Regions from separate parts of the Salmo salar genome. Here region 2 is linked to region 1. Evidence: chromatin contacts called from public Hi-C data. All regions are on one chromosome and are shown on one strand. The core of a region is the stretch at or near the end of the contact, and the rest is flanking DNA. Distances in the headings are between cores, read along the strand shown. Region 1 holds the start of sec22bb (SEC22 homolog B, vesicle trafficking protein b). Region 2 overlaps notch2 (notch receptor 2).

Region 1 (2,724 bases), core at 165-2,664:
CTTTGGGAGAGCAGTTAGGAAAGCAAGGGAAACATGTTAGAGTTCTTCCAGCAGGTGGCAAGACTCACATGTAGCCTACAGCAACTCAGTAATACATTGCCTCCTCATTCTCTTCGACTACAAGGAAATAACAAGGATGAATGATGCTTTTGATAAACAATTTAATGTGGGAGTACAGTAGACCGTCACAAATCGCAAATTAACTTGAGCAGAATTTACTCAATGGACTTACTTTATTAACCAAAGGAGATACAGTATCCCAACATTCAAAATGGTAAGCAAATGGATCACATGAGCTGACAACGCCTGGCCATTAGCAGCTACAGATTGTTACACCAGATAATGTGATTTAACCGTAGATTTTTGGTATACATTACATGATAAGTACTGTTTGGTGTAGCAGAGCATTTTCGACCAACCTTAGCTTGGGGACCCTGTCTTCGTCCTCGAGTTGTGGAAACAGGAGTCTCAAAATGGCCATGTCCAGTTGCACGGGGTCCATTTGAATTTAGAAAATGCTCCTTTATTAAAATAAATAATTTGGGGGGTCTAAGTAATCCAACAACGTGTACACCACCATCTTGTATATTTCAAGTCTTCGCACATTGATCAAGAAATGCGGCACTTCGGTGTAGACACCCACCTGTCTCGGTCAATTAGAGAATACTTGAAATAGACAAGATGGCAGTGTTGGATTACTAAAAGGAGCAAAAAAGTACTTATTTTAATAACGGAACATTTTCTGAATTCGAACGGACCCCGTGCAACTGGACATGGCCATTTAATGGAGACTCCTGTTACTACGTATCGAGGACGAAGAAAGCATTGCCAAGCTACACCAAACAGTACCTATCCCACTAATGGATACCAACAATCTTTGTTTAAACACATTATCTGTAGCTAGACCATTAAATGATTAGCTGCCTGTTACTCTGACACAGCTGGAATAAGTCCATCTGGACTTCAATGTCAGACACAATCAAGCTCATATAATATGAAAGAAGAAAGTAGGCCTGCATAGATGACAAGGTCCATATTGCACACGTAGCACACCAGCGAACAACTATTTGCCAATAGTAGGTGGGTCGATAGATAGCTAGCACAAGCAATTCAAGCTAACATACATGGCATTAGGAAAACTAAAAATCTTAACCTGTTCGTCCTCCTGCATTGAGGCGGCAAGCGGCAGTCCATCCGCCAACCGAGCGATCATTGTCAGCAGCACCATTTTGGAACTGAATTTGTTATTGTCCACCACTAGTGATCGCCACAGTGTCGCTAAGTGAAAGCTAATGACAGCAGTAGCTAGATTGACAACACAACACTCCGGACGCGCTGAGCTGGCCGGAAACGCTAGCGCTTTGGGTGTCGCTCAAATATGTCCGTCCATCCCAGACAGGAACGCCTCAAAGCTTCCGCGTTACTCCCTCACTTATTATAATCGAATAGCCTCTGGGATTAAATACAATGACCACTATGCATAAAATATAAATCACGACTCATGTCATTTGAAAAGAGGGGTCTATTGTTTCCTTTATTATGAAAATGTGCACATGACATCCAGTATCCTACCACGGGCACAGTACCCTATTCCTCCCAACCCATTATCAGTGATGTATTAGAATGTATTAGAATTTAGTTAAATGGTTTTAGTTACTTTTAGGCTACGTTGCTCAAAAAAGCTATTAATGCCATGATTTCAGAAATAAAAACTGTAGGCAATGTGTGAGTCATAATGCATATAAAATTGCCCATGCAGTCCATCAGCTATTAACCAGTGGAGTCCTGTCTGTCGAGTCCAGCTCTGTGTGAGGTCCTGGCACTTTCATTTGGCCTGTCTACCCCTTCTCTCTTCTTTCTCTTTGTCTGTCATCATCTCATCACACTTTGCTGCCTAAGCAGTGCCTAACCCTACACACACTGGTACTGGTGGCAACAAGCCCCTGGAATACCATCCCTGCTCTCCACACGGTGGACTTGCTGGCCAGGAGGACAGGTCGGGGGTGCCAACGGGCATTTATCGAAGTTGCATGTGCAGATAGCTGGCACCAGGGGGCAGCATTGGCCATGAGGAATGTAAGGCTCAGTGAGGAAGGAATCAGCAGGACAGGAAGGGACTTGGACCTCAGGGCAGATAACATTGCTGCAGCGAGCTCCCTCTGAGATAGAGACATGTGGAGAGAAAGAGGAACGGAGATTAATGTATAGATGTTCACGTTTAGTTTTTGAATACCATATTGTTTGCAAAATATAGATTTACTCTATTGTGTTGCAGCAGTTGGTTATTATTTTTGTGGTGAAACTCACGCAGCATGTTTTCACAGGTGTCTTCAGAGAGTAATGGTGTGGGTGAGTAGCAGCTCCTCTCCATACACACACACTGGCTTCCCTGCAACTCGCAGCCCCATTCCACACATATATGCTCCCCTTGTTTCTCCATCTCACTCCAGAGCTCATCCCCTGGAAAATCGATAGCCAAAGTTCAATCATATGCCTAAAACTTCAAAAGCACATACAGCTGGAGCTCATTCTACAAAATATTGAAAGGCTACAGTACTTTCCAACCTTATCAGTTTGTGTGTGTCTGTATACATGGGTGCCTAGGTCTATATATCTCACCTCTCAATGTTTTGAGACATTGGTCCAAACTGTGATAGGAGAAGGCAGCGTGACAAGTCTGTAGGGTGTAGCAGTCACAGGCCCCTGCCCTGACGTTGCAGCCCC
Region 2 (2,724 bases), core at 115-2,614, 46 kb before region 1:
GGCCGGTGAACCCGGGGGCGCAGTTACATCTGTAGGAGCCGGGGGTGTTGACACACGTCCCTTGGTTCTGACACACCGGGGCGGAGGCAGCACACTCGTCAGTGTCATTGAGGCAGCGGGGACCCAAGTAGCCTGCAGGACAGGTACAGCTGAACTTGCCCTCGGACAGAGAGCTGCAGGTGCCTCCGTTAGCACAGGGTCCTGGTAGACAGGTGTCCACACGCTCACATCGTATGCCTGGATGCACAGGGAGAGAGATGAGTGGGCTTATATAAGGTTATATAACAGAAAAATAGGGGAAACAGAGCCTCATGTCCTTGTAACCTTGGTTACGTATCATGACCACAACATACAGTACAGAGTTCTGATCAAAGCAAAGGCTAAGAACTGTCCTGAACACGTGTACCAAACATATGACGAATCGTGGAAATAATGTATTGGGATTTGGACTAGTGAACTGCACAGGACTTGTCAGGAATGGACTGTACAGTAGTACTTTTGAGTCAGAGAGGAGCTGACCTGTCCATCCGTGAGCACACTGGCACTTGTACTTGTCGAGGGAGAGCAGGGTGCAGACTCCTCTATTGGTACAAGGGTTGTTGGGATAGCAGGTGGAGTTCTGGGGGGTCTGACAGTGCTGCCCGGTGTAGCCCAGGGGACAGGAGCAGGTGGGGCTGCCCGGGATGCCCAACACAGCCACTGAGCAGTTCCCTCCATTCAGACAGTAACCAGGATGACACGGGTCTTTGTGATGGCAGTACTCACCCAGGAAGCCTGCGGCACACCTGTAGACAGAGGACAATAGGAGTTTTCTCAGCTAGCTACTACATTAAAGACAGCACGTTATCAGCTATAGAAACCTACACAACAAACACTATACATCAAAGAGAAAGAGAAGCAGTAATAGTGGACAGTACATGTCATAGTGTGAGAATCTTATGTTGGAGAGGGTGTGTGTGATTCATACAGGGAAAATACTATTTGGACTATTCATGTTAATTTCGCTGGAGCTAAGAAATTTGAAAAGAACTGAAAGGGTGACAGCAAGGTCAGGTTTTTGACATATCAAAAAGCAGAAGGATGTGACGAGGTGGTTTTACATGGAAGTTACCCAAGTGGCAAAAACTAAAAACAAGAACAATCGTATGTGGAGTTGGACAAGCACTTGGAACTTGTGTGTGTGTGTGTGTGTGTGTGTGTGTGTGTGTGTGTGTGTGTGTGTGTGTGTGTGTGTGTGTGTGTGTGTGTGTGTGTGTGTGTGTGTGTGTGTGTTTGCTAGGTCACAAGACATAGGGAATACATTTCTCTTTTCTTCTCTCTCTGTAAAGTGATTTAACCACATGACGAACAGCACAGAGGGAATTACAATATTGCACAAGAGGAAAAATGAAAACCTGCACTCCACCCGTTCTATGACCTACCCCTGTCCCACCACCCCCTACTTTCACTTTCCGCTTCTCTCGGTCTGACATTTCCCTCTCAGTTTGACTCTTTCTATTTGGCAGTGTAATTTGTACTGTAGTCAGCTAGACGTGTGTGTATTTAAGTCTGGTATTTTGTCTTGGTTGTGTCTGTATTTTCTTAAGTGCTATCTGCTGGTTGTGGTCAGAGACTGATGTTGAAGCATCATCAGTGGTCAGTCACCCTGCTCTAGACAGACACTGTCTCAGGGGCCTTTTGCTCCTCAGTGCTGCTGAGTGTGTGTGTGTGTGTGTGTGTGTGTGTGTGTCTGGCACACTGCCGACACATTGTCGAGGGACTCTCAGCCATAGAGTGAACTGCTGCCTCACAGATACAGGCAACCACACCTACCTCCCTGAGGAGGCTCAGGTAACAGACGATAGGAACACAAACACAGCCTTTCACATCTCACCCCCCCCATACACACAGTTACCTTTTCAAACCGGTAATATATTTATTTTTTTCGCAGATAATTGACGGACAAACATGCAGGAGCACAGTAAATTAGAATAATTTGAATCTTTTGAAATGGAGATGGAAATATTTTTTTAATTAAGTCTCACAGTACTATATTTATTCTACACTAAACGCAGCTTGAAAATATTAGGTTGAGAGAGCATGGGAAACTCCGGCTGTCATGATCAATGACAGAGAGAAGCCCAGAATAGATCAATAGAAAGTGTGTAAGTGTTGTCTTCACCCAAGTATTCATCACACAGTCCGAGGGTTCACACACCTGTTTTAACACACTTGTTGTTTCACACACACACAACCTCTAGAAAGACAAGGAAAACAGATCTTCAAAGAGCTGTGACACAGACTTCTTCACCTCACCTCTCTCCGATTGGACATGCTCCACAGGCATAGCTACCTCCCCATCCCTCCATCTTGTCTCCTCCCTGTCTTAGCACTTCTCTCCAGTAACACTATCCACACCATCGACAGGCTGTACTACGAGGTATCGCAACAATACTAATGCCCTGGGAATTTACACTCCCCTCTACTCCATGACAACCTCTCAACCCTCTGAAAGAATGATGACACAGCCCCTGCTCCCCCAGACATAGATCACATTAGCAGCCTGTCAAACAAAGCCGACCATGTCCACGTTAGTATTCGTTTTATGTTTCAGCAGTAAGACCTATACTGTATGATTAAAGGGAACAATATATTTTACTGTGAAGATGGCTATAAACTAATGTGCACTTATTTGAAAAATCTGTCTGAAATTCACCAGTGTTGAAAGAAAGATGACATAAGTTT

Evidence for each region. Hi-C and Micro-C count contacts between places; a contact is called where the count stands out from the background.
Region 2: a Hi-C map of gill shows a contact between it and region 1, with 2.3 times the contacts expected there. The contact joins the enhancer-like site here to the promoter of sec22bb in region 1. A contact is called at or near these places in 2 of 3 Hi-C or Micro-C datasets (gill and muscle).

What each region holds. Positions count from the first base shown.
Region 1 is chrssa10:23,995,181-23,997,904 of Ssal_v3.1, reverse strand. sec22bb (SEC22 homolog B, vesicle trafficking protein b) reads right to left here and starts at 1,414. Exons shown (of 5, transcript XM_014216481.2): 1 at 1,154-1,414. The coding sequence starts at 1,228. It overlaps LOC106613828 (cysteine-rich motor neuron 1 protein), which reads right to left. Exons shown (of 5, transcript XM_014216479.2): 3 at 2,620-2,724; 4 at 2,308-2,460; 5 at 1,508-2,159. The coding sequence ends at 1,912.
Region 2 is chrssa10:24,040,936-24,043,659 of Ssal_v3.1, reverse strand. It overlaps notch2 (notch receptor 2), which reads right to left. Exons shown (of 36, transcript XM_014216483.2): 3 at 520-785; 4 at 1-237. Among protein-coding and RNA genes, the nearest start is that of slc35a3a, 26 kb to the left of the region's middle. Within about 2 kb of position 1,364, at least 4 of the 13 cell types and tissues checked have an H3K27ac peak or open chromatin away from gene starts, as enhancers often do. A contact at or near this core is called in gill, where this site is marked.